Regions from separate parts of the Mus musculus genome. Here all the other regions are linked to region 1. Evidence: chromatin contacts called from public promoter capture Hi-C and targeted proximity ligation data. All regions are on one chromosome and are shown on one strand. The core of a region is the stretch at or near the end of the contact, and the rest is flanking DNA. Distances in the headings are between cores, read along the strand shown.

Evidence for each region. Promoter capture Hi-C pulls out the DNA fragments that hold promoters and counts their contacts.
Region 2: a contact with region 1 is called in a promoter capture Hi-C map of pre-B cells, with 4 times the contacts expected there. A contact is called at or near these places in 4 of 39 promoter capture datasets (hippocampal neurons, liver and pre-B cells).
Region 3: a contact with region 1 is called in a targeted proximity ligation map of pancreatic cancer cells. A contact is called at or near these places in 3 of 39 promoter capture datasets (the 3T3-L1 cell line, embryonic stem cells and liver) and 2 of 130 datasets of targeted methods (extraembryonic endoderm stem cells and pancreatic cancer cells).
Region 4: a contact with region 1 is called in a promoter capture Hi-C map of pre-B cells, with 3 times the contacts expected there. A contact is called at or near these places in 5 of 39 promoter capture datasets (the C10 cell line, the HPC-7 cell line, cranial neural crest and 2 more) and 4 of 130 datasets of targeted methods (bone marrow-derived macrophages, embryonic stem cells, large pre-B cells and 1 more).
Region 5: a targeted proximity ligation map of the NIH/3T3 cell line shows a contact between it and region 1, with 8 read pairs. A contact is called at or near these places in 5 of 39 promoter capture datasets (cranial neural crest, embryonic stem cells, hippocampal neurons and 2 more), 5 of 484 Hi-C or Micro-C datasets (CD4 T cells, liver, muscle stem cells and 1 more) and 8 of 130 datasets of targeted methods (the 230-238 cell line, the NIH/3T3 cell line, astrocytes and 3 more).

The regions. Positions count from the first base shown.
Region 1 is chr19:38,222,859-38,225,416 of GRCm38.p6, reverse strand. It overlaps Fra10ac1 (FRA10AC1 homolog (human)), which reads left to right and starts at 1,265. Exons shown (of 14, transcript NM_001081075.2): 1 at 1,265-1,455.
Region 2 is chr19:37,433,548-37,436,105 of GRCm38.p6, reverse strand. It overlaps Hhex (hematopoietically expressed homeobox), which reads right to left and starts at 1,265. Exons shown (of 4, transcript NM_008245.3): 1 at 873-1,265. The coding sequence starts at 1,236.
Region 3 is chr19:38,929,719-38,932,276 of GRCm38.p6, reverse strand. Hells (helicase, lymphoid specific) reads right to left here and starts at 1,287. Exons shown (of 22, transcript NM_008234.3): 1 at 1,202-1,287; 2 at 765-886. The coding sequence starts at 869.
Region 4 is chr19:37,584,611-37,587,168 of GRCm38.p6, reverse strand. It overlaps Exoc6 (exocyst complex component 6), which reads right to left. Exons shown (of 22, transcript NM_175353.2): 9 at 1,275-1,358. Among named protein-coding and RNA genes, the nearest start is that of Exoc6, 35 kb to the right of the region's middle.
Region 5 is chr19:38,835,301-38,837,858 of GRCm38.p6, reverse strand. It overlaps Tbc1d12 (TBC1D12: TBC1 domain family, member 12), which reads right to left and starts at 1,280. Exons shown (of 13, transcript NM_145952.4): 1 at 413-1,280. The coding sequence starts at 1,152.

The DNA.
Region 1 (2,558 bases), core at 16-2,515:
GCTAATGCATGTCAAATATTGGTATACAAGAGTTTCATTTAGGCTACAGGAGTTCTTATTAGTGATAAAAGGACAAAGTATTTGGTTTTTAGATATCTATAAAAATTGACTGCTTGACAAATTAACTCAATACTTTAATAATATTAAATTATGAGGTTTCCTATTTACATTTTTAAAGGAAACATTTTTATTGTAGTATAATTCAAATGCACCTTGAAATGCATAAATTTATAATTTTGTAATTAACAAGATTGCAATCGCTGCTCTATGTAAATCAGGGTGTATCTATGATTTGCTGCCAGGAATAAAAAAAGTCTTGAACTGATTGACAGGGATATTGTTATCTACTGGTTAGGATAAAAGATTTAAAATGAACGTGTATTAAGATTCAGAGTTCTTCCTTAACATGGACCCGCTGTAAAAGTGAGAAGCATGCCAGTTCTGTTCAGCAAATGTTTTAGTAGCTCCTGTGATTTCAAAGGCACAGTGTTGGCTGCGGAGTGCGAGATGAATAACTGCTGGTATTGAAGAGAAGCAAGATCTGTACCCAGTGGAAAGAGGAATGGGACGTCACGGTGTAGGGCAAACACAATGCAGGAACAACCCAGTGGAGCTTAAAATAATTTAATTCTGGCTGCCTGAGGTGTTTTTTTTTTTTTTTTTTTTCCTTAAATTTTATATTGGATGCCCTTTCTGCGTGTGCTAGGTTGCTTATTGGCGTAGAATCTGCGACCCTGTGAAATCTTTTTCATTCCCCATTTCTTCTTTTCCTTGCCAACTCGATCTCTTCAGCCGCCAGCACTGCCTTTGGAACAGTATCTATTGTGTGGGTGGCGGAACGCGGGGAAGCTATTTCTGTTCTAATTATGAGCACTGTTTTCGTAGGGGAAAAAGAGGGGGTGATAAGGCAGATCTGAGGCTGAGCTGCTGGCTGGGCGAGGATGCTCGGTGGAGGCGTTACTAAGGTTACTAGAGAGAGGACCGCAGGTGACAGGCGGGGTTTTTCTCTATAGCAATATACATTTTCCAATGAAGGACGTGGGCTGGGCAGTGCCACATTGTACTACATATTGGATTCCCTAGAGGAAAAAGGAGATGGCCCAAAGGAAAAATGAGGGACCAAAGCAGGGAGCCTCTGCTTCCTCTTCCGGGCCTTTTCTTCCGCCGTCTTTGTTTACCCCCGAGCCATTCTGGCTGCAGCACAGAGTCGGCGCGCCGGAGAACGGTGTCTTATCGATGTGACACGCCTCTGAGCCGGGCCGGAAGCGGTTCCCAGCCGGTACCCGTAGGGCCAGGCGTGCAGCGTGCGGTGACAGTGGCGCGGGCGGCGGCGCTGCGTGGCTCTGGAGGACCGGCGCGGACCTGCAGCGGCTCGCTGAGGCCGTGGCTCGTCGCTGCAGCTGTCAGGACTCTTGGGGGCGAACTTGCCAGACAGAGAAGAGCGGAAGGGAAGGGGTGTGTAAGGAGGGCCGTGGGCGTGTTTGATCTCAGAGAGGACTTTGAAACTGGTTCTTAGTAGTTGAGTCTCATTTTTATTTTGACAGATTCGGGAGGCAGCAGATGCCCTATTCTCGAGATTTTCTTAATTCCAGTCAGTTGATAGCATGATTTGAGTGAGAGCTTTTTAGTGAAGCTACTGGGTTAAGATAGCTCAAGGGATGGATGAAGCTGCCCGAGATAAAAAGAAATGTGGCGTCGGAGCAGAGAAGAGGTGTCTGGAATGAGGGGTCAAGATGATCTACTAGTTCCAGGTTCTACTAGTTTCAGGTCTTCCTGTACTAGGTACCGTCCCCAAACTATGTAAGCTTGAGGTTTGGGCTTCTTTACATAACCTCTATGTTAACCTTTACATAAGTGGGGAAGTAGGAGACGCGTCTGTGCCAGCCAGACCTTAGATTCTGCAACTGCTCCAGGCTCCACACTGCGGTTTTCCACCATCAATATATGAAGCACGTGAGGATGGATTAGAGGGTAGTAGAATTTGAACAGCCTTGATGAGATCTGCTAAAAGGTGTGACGTCTAGGTGTATAAGGCAATGATAGCTGTCGGTCAGGAAGAACTGTGGCTTGCAAACCTATGTCTCCAAAGCTTGGCTGTTGCCTTCTCTTTAGCATTTGGTGGGATAAGGAAGAGAGGTATATACTCACACGCCCAAGTTTGAAAATGGAGTTGCAGAGACTCACAGAATTTAATGATTTGACATAGCTACCTTATTTAACAGAATGACAAACAGAAGGTAGTCAAGAACGCAGACACTGGCTATCCTAGCTGTACTTGCCAACACAGATGCTAAAGTTAATGTCTCTTTACCTGGACTGGGTCCTTTCAGCAATAAAGATTGCAACCCACCTTTACCCCTATTAATGTGTGTTACGAATTCTGTACACTTACTGACACAAATACCAAAGCTGAAAAATATTATCACTTGACCTGGACTGGCTCCTTTCAGCTGCAGGAGTTGACTATTGATGATATACAGTAGTAAAATCATCTGTACCCTTGCTCATGTGTGTTCCAAACTCTGTGTAATGCTGGAGTCAGATGCCTTTTCAGGCAC
Region 2 (2,558 bases), core at 16-2,515, 790 kb after region 1:
TGGTGGTGCGTCTGTCCGTCCGTCCGTCCCTATGTCCACAGACCTACACCTAAACATTTTGAAAGTTGGCATTGTTTTTTTTTCCCCCCGAGATTTTGCTTGCGTCAGGCTTCAGACTTGGTGCAAAACAGCCTCCAAAGATGGGGGTGGGGGGTGGCGGGAGAGGCAGAGAGGAAGCAACTGGTTATTTTAGCTGCCATAAAGTCACATCCCACACAGAGGAAATGAACAATATCAGAAAAACGGATCCTGGCTATCAGACGTCGAGTGTTTCCTGAATTTGTCTGTATTGAGGATGTCGATAAAATAATCAGCAGCGTGCACTACTCCGGGGGAAGGGTCTGCTTCATGCAGCCAGGAAAACACTTAACAGCTTCAGAAACCAGATTTACTCCTATCGAGAACTCAAGATTTCCTGTATGAACGGAAAGGGTCAGGCTCCTTCACTGCACAAGCTTGTTGAACCAAGCCCAGCCCAGGAACCGCCCGGGCAGGCAGCTCTCCCTGCCCTGCAGGGGCCAGGCTCAGGGCGCCCCGACGTCCTCTTCTCCGGGCCGCTCGCTAAGGGAGTCCCCCACCCACCCCGGGGCGACACGCGTGGCCAGGGCCGCCCTCCTCCACCTCCCCGGGAGCCCCAGGTCTCTCCCGACTACGCTTGCCCCGACGTCTGCAAGGTGCAGGAAAAGCAATCTGAGTCGCCGAGCTTCCCAGTACCGGGGCCCCGCATGCACCCGCGAGCCGCTCGCTCCGAGAGCTCGCCGCAACTTTTCCACTGCGCTTCCCGTCCGTCCGCCCCTGCCGCCTCCCGCGCGCTGCCACCCGCCGGGAGCGCCTTCCTCACGGACGCCCTCACTCGGCCCCGGCCGCCTTACCCAGGGGGTCGTGGCGGAGTAGGGCGTGCGTGTAGTCGTTCACCGTCCGCGGGAACGGGTACAGAGGGCCTCCGAAGCCACTGGGGCCGTAGGCGGCGGCCAGCGCGGCGGCCGGGTGGTGCGAGAAGGCGGGGTGGACCGGCGTGGGCTCGTACACCGGGGTCCGGTAGGAGGACACGAGGCTGGTGAAGGAGGAGTTGGGGGACGGCAGCGTGGGAGTGGGCGTGGGGGCGGCGGGCCCGCGACCCAAGATGTCGTCGATGTAGAAGGGCGTCGGGTGAGCGGGCTGCAGCAGCGGCGTGGGCGCATACAGCGGGACTCCCACGGCGGGCGCAGCCGCGGGCCCCGGGTGCGGGAACTGCATGGCCGCTCCGCAGCCCCTCGCAGAGAGCTGCCGGCCGGCGGCGCCGCGCTACATTTATTTGCGCTCTGCGCTCCAGGCGATAGGCTCGGGCAGCCGCGGGGTGGGGCCGCGCTCGGTCCCCTTCCTGCCGCCAGGCCCTGCGGCCAATGGCGCTGGCTTCAGATTCGCCTCCGCCCCCCACTAACCCCCGCGCCGATCCGCCCCCACCGGCCCAGCTCCCGCCCCCGAGACGCACGGGCTGTGGGGCTCCGGGGACCCTCCGCCAGGGTGTTCCTGCGCCGCAGGCGCCCCCAGAGGTTCCAGGCACCTAGCGAGCGACTGCGACCGTCGAAGAGGAGGTCACAAGACGTGCGCCGCGGGGCGCGGATCCTGACGGGATGGCGCCACTGCTGAAACTCGGGCAGCCTCTGGAACCTGGAGAAGCGATGGGACTCTGCGGGCCAGGAGGCCGCCGGCAGGATGGCACCTTCGGGCGGCCAGAAGGCTGCGCTTCTTGGGGTAACGGTGGCACTGTCTAGAACGGGGGACCTCCGCAGCTCGGCGCTCCAAGGAGAAGACCCAAGCCGTTGGCTGCGTCCTAGTCCCAGACGGGTACTGACAGCGAGGCTGCAGGTGTTCCAGACCTATTTGAGGACCCCCTAGCTCGGCCACCTCCCTGGATGCTAACGGAATCTGCTCCAGACCGGTATCAAGATAGAACCTTAATCGTATGGCGCAGGACAGAGGCTATGCAGTGTTCTTCGATCCAATGGGGGTGGGAGGTGCTCCTGGACCTCTGTCCCCAGGCCCTGAAGGACACAGCTGCGCTTAGCCGGCCTCTGAGGTTTTACACGTGTTTTCTATTCAAAGCCGTGGTGCGCTGCTCAGTGTGGCCTCAGCTCTGTGCGGCTTCACTCGCCTCTGGGGCAAAGGGGCATTTTCTTGATTGACGCCCTCCTGGGGTGACCACACCTTGAGTTGGGCAGTTTCTGCTAAGGACTTCTATTAGTAGAAAAACTCCCTGGCTTTTTTTTTTCAACTGAGATATTTAGTTTTATCCTTTGGAATTAATCTTCAGCTGCAGTGGGACTGAAGGCGAAATAGCCAGAGGACCTGGGTCCGAGTTTCACTTCACACCTTATTTTCTTGAGCAACTACTGTGTGTCATTAGCAAACGAGAGAGGCAGTCTCTGCCCTGGTGGAAGCAGGAAACGAACACAGTCACATCTACTAGGGAGAAATCGTGTGTAAGGGTCGAAACCTTAAGGAGCTCCAGCCCCTCCTTTCGGGTAAAGGAGAGAGTCACTTTGAAAAAGGAAAAGTCTTCCCAAAGGAAATAATGT
Region 3 (2,558 bases), core at 38-2,537, 710 kb before region 1:
AAGCTGCTTTCACTACGTTTTAAAAGATTCTGTTTTTTAAAGAAATGTACAAATACTGTAACTTACCATGAAAACATACACCTCAATTTTAGCTAAAGAACCTTACTTGTAGAAAACTAAAACAAATTGATTACTTAGGCAGCAAACAGTAATAAATTGCTAAGAAATCCTTAGGAGAAGGGAATGATATGCACACTCCAGTAATCCCAGCCAGCACTGGGAAGCTAGGCAGGGGGACCCTAGGATATGAAGGCCAGCATAATACTGTCTCAAAAACAAACCCAACAGAAAAATAGAGGGGAAGGGAATTATCAGTAGACCCGGCTTACAGCCCAACCGTTGATTAATGTCAACGTCTACCACCTCTGTCTACTAATACATACATTATGACTCGGGGCATTAAAGATTAATAATGTTGGCCATTAGGCATACAGTGAGAGAACATATTTTAAAAGCCAATAAAGATGGCAAAAGCAAGCAAACACTTACCAGTGACTCTTGACTGAATCTTAGTAGTCAAAAAAGCAATCTGAAACGTCCACTCAAAGATAAGTTGCAACCTACCCCGCCCAGACCACACTTCAGAAACCTATCTATCATTCAAAGCCCACGCCAAGATTTCCACTTTACAAGTACGGAGAAGCCAAGTGGCCAGGGCTGCTTGGAAGTTCAAGGAGAAGCAAGTGGGGGAGGCAGGCGGGGAGGCAGGCCGGGGGTGGGGGTGGGGAGCCGGGGAGAACCGCCGGCCGTGGACTTTACATTACCTCTTCTAACATCTTCCGCTCTTTCTCAAGTCCCGCAGCCTCGAGCTGTTCCTCCTCCTCCAGCATGGCTGGAGTAATCACCGCAGGCTCCGTTTGTTCGGCCATCTCTGGAGCCAAGGACCCTAAGGGAGCACGGCGGGGGCTTTCAGAACGGGATTCAAGTTACAACCCCCGAGTTCCAACTTCGGGAAGCCACGGCCTTCCCCCTCCCTGGCCGTCTGCATCGCCGGCCAAAGCCACGGACAGCGTCTGGGTGGCAAAGCCGGTCGGCCGGGACCCAGCTCGTGAGGAGACCTGTAAGGGAGACGTGGGGGAACGCTTCCGTGCCACCAAGCAGACCAGGTCGCCGCCGGCGGCTCCTCACGCCTTTTCCCCTCCTCAGCCCGGACCCCGGCGAGCTCCCTCCCCGGGGTGCAGCCTTCACGCCGCCGGCTCACCGCTGCTGCTCGCGGGCGGCTCCGCAGGCACGGCTGGACACCGGCCGGGGACCCAGTCGCCTCAAACGCCGCGAGCTAAATCCTCACACCCCGCCGGCTCGCTCGCCCCGCGGCGCAAGAAATTCGCGCGCTTCTCTTTCGCGGGAAAACCCGGTGGTCTCGCGAGACTTCGGGCTCCCCGCCCGCTGCAGACCTCGGCTCACGAGATTTGGACGCGCTTGGCTTTGCTTTCCGCCTCTCCCCAGGAGGGATGCGTTAAGCCTTTACCTGGACCCAGGCAAAGGGGGTGTAGCTAGCTCCAGCCTTGAATGTCGCCCGTGGTCACAGAGGCGCCGCAGACCGTAGTGGCCCCGATCGCCCCTTTCTTATTTAATGATGGTCCCGAGTTGTTCGGCGGGTGCAAGACCTCTTCACACACTGGATTGTTTGAACGCCCCCAATACCTGTCCTTTCGGTAGGTGAAGGTCGATGTTAGGGTGTCAAAAACGGCCAAGCTCGCTGGACCCTGACCAGTTGTAGTTCGCGGTTTTTCGTAAACTTCCTTTCCAAATAACTCTGAGGAGTGGTTTGTGAGTAAGAAGAAAGATGAGAAATTAAGATTATAGCTAGTTCAGGGGGGAAAAAGTATTTAGGATAAAATAGCGAGTGATAAACTGACTGAGAGGAACGGAGGAGAGAACAAGGTCTGTAGGTGTAGCGGAGTTGGTGTAATGCCTGCCCACAGGGAAAGGCTCCCTTGTCATCTCGCGCAGTGGAGGTCCAGGCACAGGATTAGGACTTTTGGAAGGTCAGTGATCCTTGGTTTACAGACACCCTGGAGCCCTGGAGTACATGAATCTTTAAAAAAAAAAAAAAATTTTTTTTTTTTCAGAAAACAAATAGACCGCTAATAAGAGTGGGTGCTGAAGGGTTTTTCTCGTGGCCGTTTTGCTTAGGTTTCAATTCCTTTTCTGCAATGCTTTACGCACGGAGAAGAAAAGTCCTGCAAATTGTCCGTTAATCTCTATGAGTACCAAGTCGCATTTGTAAGCCTACCCACACACCTCTAAATATGCACACTAAATAAAAATGTAAAGAAAAATTTAAGAGAAAAAGACATGGCTTTACCATAACCACCTTCGGGGGGATCCTCTATTTTAAAAAATAAGATTTTATTTGCGACAGGGTCTCACTATGCTGCGCTCCTCCCCCCCTGGTCTAGAACTTGCTATGTAGATTATGCCACCCTTGAACTCATAGAGCCCCACCTGCCTCTGCCTCCCACGTGCCAATGTATGCAACCATGCCTTGATGGTCGGCTTCCCTTCTAGGTCTTTAGGAAGAGCAGGTTGATTTGTCCAGAACAAGAGTTGGAGCA
Region 4 (2,558 bases), core at 24-2,523, 640 kb after region 1:
CCTCGGGGGTTCTTAGGGTGTGGCACAACAGTTTATTACAAACTGCCAAACCATTTTCCACGGTAACAGTATTCTTTTTATACCCACCAGAAGTGTAAGATAATTCCAGTTGCTGAGTCCCACCTCCTTACCAGCACTTGACACTGCCAATCTTTTTAATGTAAAGTCTTCCATAAGTATGAGGCAGTACTTCCTTGTGGCTTTGTTTACATTTTCCTGATAAAAATTTATACTGAACAACATTCTCATGTGTATGCACATTATCTGTGTATCTGTAGTAAAAATATCTATTTGAATCTCTTTTTTTCTGTTTTTAAAGCTGGTTTATTCGTCATTAATTGTTGAGAGGTGTTTAGATGGTTTTATCTCCTGGTCACCTTAACAATGGGCTGAAAGCCCTCTGAAGCCCCAGATGACAAGAAAGGTGAGTCCTCCAGGACAGCTGCTTTTGGTGCCCCAGGCCTGACCTGTGACCCGGTGTTACTCAGTTCCCTCTCCTATCCCATAGATGCTTTTAGGGTGAAAGCTGCACTCGGTGCCTCATCGAAGCTACCTGGGCTTCTGCCTTGACGTGGCTCACAGCAGATGGGGGTTCTGCGGTACAAACGCATTTAGTCATGTAAACGTCACCACGCCAAAATGTGGATTAATTATACTTTTCTGCCAGATCCTCAGTCTATTTAAGAAAAATCTAATTCTTTTTTTTAAAACGTCTATCCCGAGGCTAGAAAACTGGCTCTGGGGTTAAGGGTACTTGCTGCTCTTACAGAGGTCCTGAGCTTAATTCCCAGAACGTACAGAGACAGACAACCAGCAGTTATTTCAGTTCCAGGGGATCTAACGCCCTCTCCTGGCCTCGGCAGTGACTAGTCCGCCTAGTCACAGGAACAGACCTACCCCAGCCACATACACATAACTAAAAATAAAATACAAAGAAACAGTCTATCCACTGTGTTTAGTTGTTTTGTTCAATGTGACAAAGAATCAAAGTGCACAGTTCACCATATAGTCAGAAACAAATTATCATTCTCTGACATTTTGCTTGCTTATCTGTTTTTAACTCAGTGTCTGTCTTTCCTAACAGAATGTAAACTCCTGAGAAAAAAGACTCACCCGGTTTTGCTCACTATTGTACACTTGGCCCCTAAATCAATGACTAGAAATAGTAGGTGTTTAATAAATATTTATATGTAGATGAGCAGTGACCCATGCTCACAGGACTCAAGCCAGCCACGGGTGCAAGCACCGTGCAGGGCACAGGACACCACACTCACCACACTCGACTGCGGCTGCAGAACCAGGCGTGCCTGCTTCTTCCTTTGCTTCCGGTAATAATTTTCAAATGTTTCTTCATCACCCTAAAGAACATCAGGAGAATGAGGATGGTGATGGTCCCTCCCGCCTCCCTCCTTCCCTTCCCTGCCCCTGCTGAGACAGACATCTTTGTCCTCTGGGATTTATGTTAACTTTCCAAACTGGAATGTAGATGACAAATGGCATTTCATACTAGAGGTCAAGAAGAAAGGGTTGTTGGCATTACAGCTCAAAAATAGCAACTCTATTTGGAAGTTACCTAAAATAAAGTTCGAACAATTAGACGTTTTCCTAATTTACCACTGAAATTTTTACAGGCTTAGCACTGCGCAAACTAAACTATGGTTCTCAGTGAGAGTCGTTAAGTAAGGGAAACATCTGTTTCCCTACAGCCTGCCTCTCTCCGCATGCCAGCCATGCGCTGCTGGCAGAGTATGCAGTTCACTGCCCTCAGCCGTCCACTTTCAGGTTCTTACACGTGCTCTCCCTGACGGGCGGGTCCTCGCTCACACAGTCTCTATGACATTTTTATTCATCTTTCACGGCTCCTCCCGTCATTTCGTCCTTAAGAAAGCTTTCCCTAGTGTTCCAGAGCAGGTTATTTTCAGTTATTCTGTAACAATTCACACTCCCCTACCACAGCACCATGCAACAAATAAATGAACTTTGCTAAACACAAGTACACAGATACAGCACAGCCTCTCTGCTTAGTAAGAATCCTCCCAGTTAAAAACTTGGGAGTCCCCGTCTCCTCGGCATCTAAGACTCCAAAACAACAACAACAAGAAAGCAAATTTAACAATAGAAAAAAATTCCAACAGAAAAAAAAATTGATTTGTTTCTTTAGAATTAAGTAGCTACAAAACCATTACTCTTTTAAATGTCATCTGAAATAAATTCATAATGCAGAAAAAAATGTAAGTCTCTCCTATGGGAAGTCTTCTAATGTTCTTGTGCTCCAGCTACGGAGAACTACAAAATAGCTATGTTACTGATTTTCTAATCTTGATACATTAAGTGAAAATGTTTTACTAAAAGTCTGAACAAGTATAGAAGATATGACGTGAAGCATAATGCTAATGCTAGAATTTTTTAAAATAAAGTGTTACAACCTCATTTAAACAGAGCCAAGCATCGTTTGCTTAAGGTACTGGGAGAGCCCCACACACACCGCTGACGTCCATCCCTCTACTTCTGAACTACTTACACTCAACTCTACTGATTTAATATATTTTGTCCAAATG
Region 5 (2,558 bases), core at 31-2,530, 610 kb before region 1:
GTGCAGTTAAATTATTTTTTTTTTTAAAAAAAAACCTCGAATCCCCAAACTAATGGAACGGGCTTAGACTCCAAGCAAATAAACTTCACAGACTTCTACACCACACACTGCCGCCCGCCCAGTCCAAATCCTAGTAATACAATTACAAAAAAATAATAGGGCAGTGGTTATCTGATGTTCCAGATGAAGAAACTGAATGTGTAGTATTGGGAGGCTGGTCAGACCTGGAAGCACAACGCTTCCTGGGGACGGAGTAACACCAATCCTGGCTCCAGGCCCGGAGCTCACAAAGCCATCCGGTCCCCCTACCCTAGCGACAGATCAAAGCTGAGTCCCGACGTTCCTGTTCCGTACGCTGGAAGGCAGCCCGTTCCCGGCCCCGCCCAAGCCCCTCGCGCGGCCAGTGTGATACCTGGCGAAGAAATCCGCGAAGCCACCGCTCCGTCGAGCCCGAGCCGTGGTGCCCCCGGGACCCTGCTCTGCCGCTGGCAAGGGTGCGGACGGCCCCGCTGAGGGCAGGAGGTCGCCGGCGCTCTGACGGCGGCTCACCTCGAACGTGTTCCGAGAGCCGAAGCGGGCGTCGGGGAGGCCGAGGCTGGGCTCCGCGCTCTCGACGGCCCTCCCGGCAGGGGTGGCGGCTGCGGGGTCCGGGTCGTCCGTGTCCCCGGCCGCCAGGCAGCAGCTCCGCAGCGGGTCCTCGAGCGGCGCGGCCCAGTCGTCCAGGCCACCCGCACCGTCCACGCCCTCGTCCGCGGGCTCCAGCAGGCAGGGACGGCCGCAGGTTCGGCGGCGACGTGCCTCCTCTGGGCCGCGACGGTCCTGGCGCAGCAAAAAGCCCGAGTCTCCGTTGGTCATGCCTGAGCCGCGCGCCGCGGGGACTGCTGCCGCCGCCGCCTCCTCCGCCTCCGCCTCCGCCCCGCCGAGCCCGGGCTTCAGCGGGCCCGCGGCCGCCGCGAGGTACCGCTGCAGGAGCTGCCGCGGCGGCGGCGCCTCCTCCTCTCCAGCCTCCTCCGGCGGCTCCGCGGCGACAGCGCCTCCGCTAAAGCCGCTGGTGGCCGGGACGGTCTTCCCGTCCTGACCCATGGGCCCCGGGACTGGGAGCAGCTCGGCGTTCCTTCCCGAGCAGGCTCCGGCATCCTCGGGACCCATCATCTGAGGCGGCGGAGGAGGACTGCCCTGCGTGCAGGGTTCGCGGCCACGGCCGCCGCGACGTCCCCGGACCCACCCCTCCCACCCGGCGGCCGGGGCAGTTGCCGGAGGCCGGGCACGCGCTGGGATCGCGCACGCGCACCAGCGGGGCCGGGCCTGCCCGCGACCCGGCGCGTCCCCGAACCATAGAGACGGCAGCTAGAGCGACCCGGGAGGACAATCTGAGATCCTCCACCCGGGTGACAGTGCTTAGCCTAAGGGAGGGCAAGGCTCACTTCGCATAAACCATATCACTTGACGGCGATTTGTTTGTGAGAGGAAACTAAGGAAGTTAGTTTAAGTGCTCCTGTCTTGACAGTTTTTACCTTCTCTAACAGCAGTGAAGAACTCCTGGAACCGTTCAGGGCTTCGTTGTCCACATGACAGCCCCTTACCTATCTTTTCCACTTAGTCTTCCATGTTTACCAAAGTCTGATCTCCTAACACTTTTTAACACGTTGGTTGTTGGTTGTCGTGTCACCTGGGTACGGAAATGAAATGGAGCCAGGGCGAGAAGGACTGTTTGGCTCAGTGGTTAAGATTGCCGACTGCTCTTTCAAAGGTCCTGAGTTCAAATCCCAGCAACCACATGCTGGCTCACAACCATCTGTAACGAAATCTGATGCTCTCTTCTAGAGTGTCTGAAGACAGCTACAGTGTACTTACATATAATAAATAAATATTAAAAAAAATAACTGCAGCAACCTGTGGTAATGGATTAAGATATAATGACCGTTTAGTGGAAATAAAATGTATTTAATGTGTGAATCGCAAGACATAATAACTAGCCACAGGAGTGATAGGAGAGCAGCCAGGAATAACAAGGCTATGAGATTGCTGTGGTGTGAAGAAACAGGAAACTGGATTGGGGAAAGACATTGGAATTAACTAACATAGTGAGAGTTATAAACTTGGGTTAAAGTTCTGGTTTGGTCGAAGGGGCCATTTATGTAAGCCACAAAGGGGGTCGGGGGATATCAAGTGACTCTACCTCCATAGAAGAATGAGCATAGGGCAGAGACCCAATAGTGTTGGTATTTCAGAAGAGATGAAGTTGTTGTAAAAGGCCCAAATAGACATTGTTGTAGTAGGATAATGCAGTAACTAGAGACCATTCATTCTACAAATGCCTCTGAAAGCAAGTATAGAAATAGAATGGAATACTTAGCAAAACAAAGCAGTAAAAGCGTTTATTATCAAGATCTTTTGAAAGGTGGAAGATAGCTCAGTTGGTCACGTTGTCATGCAAGCATGAGGACCTTTCCTGTATCGCAGCACTCACATAAAAAGCCACTTTGTAGAATGCCCTTGTACAGCTAACATTGGAGAGGCAGTCCCTGGGATGCTCTGGTAACCGGCCTGGCTAAGGC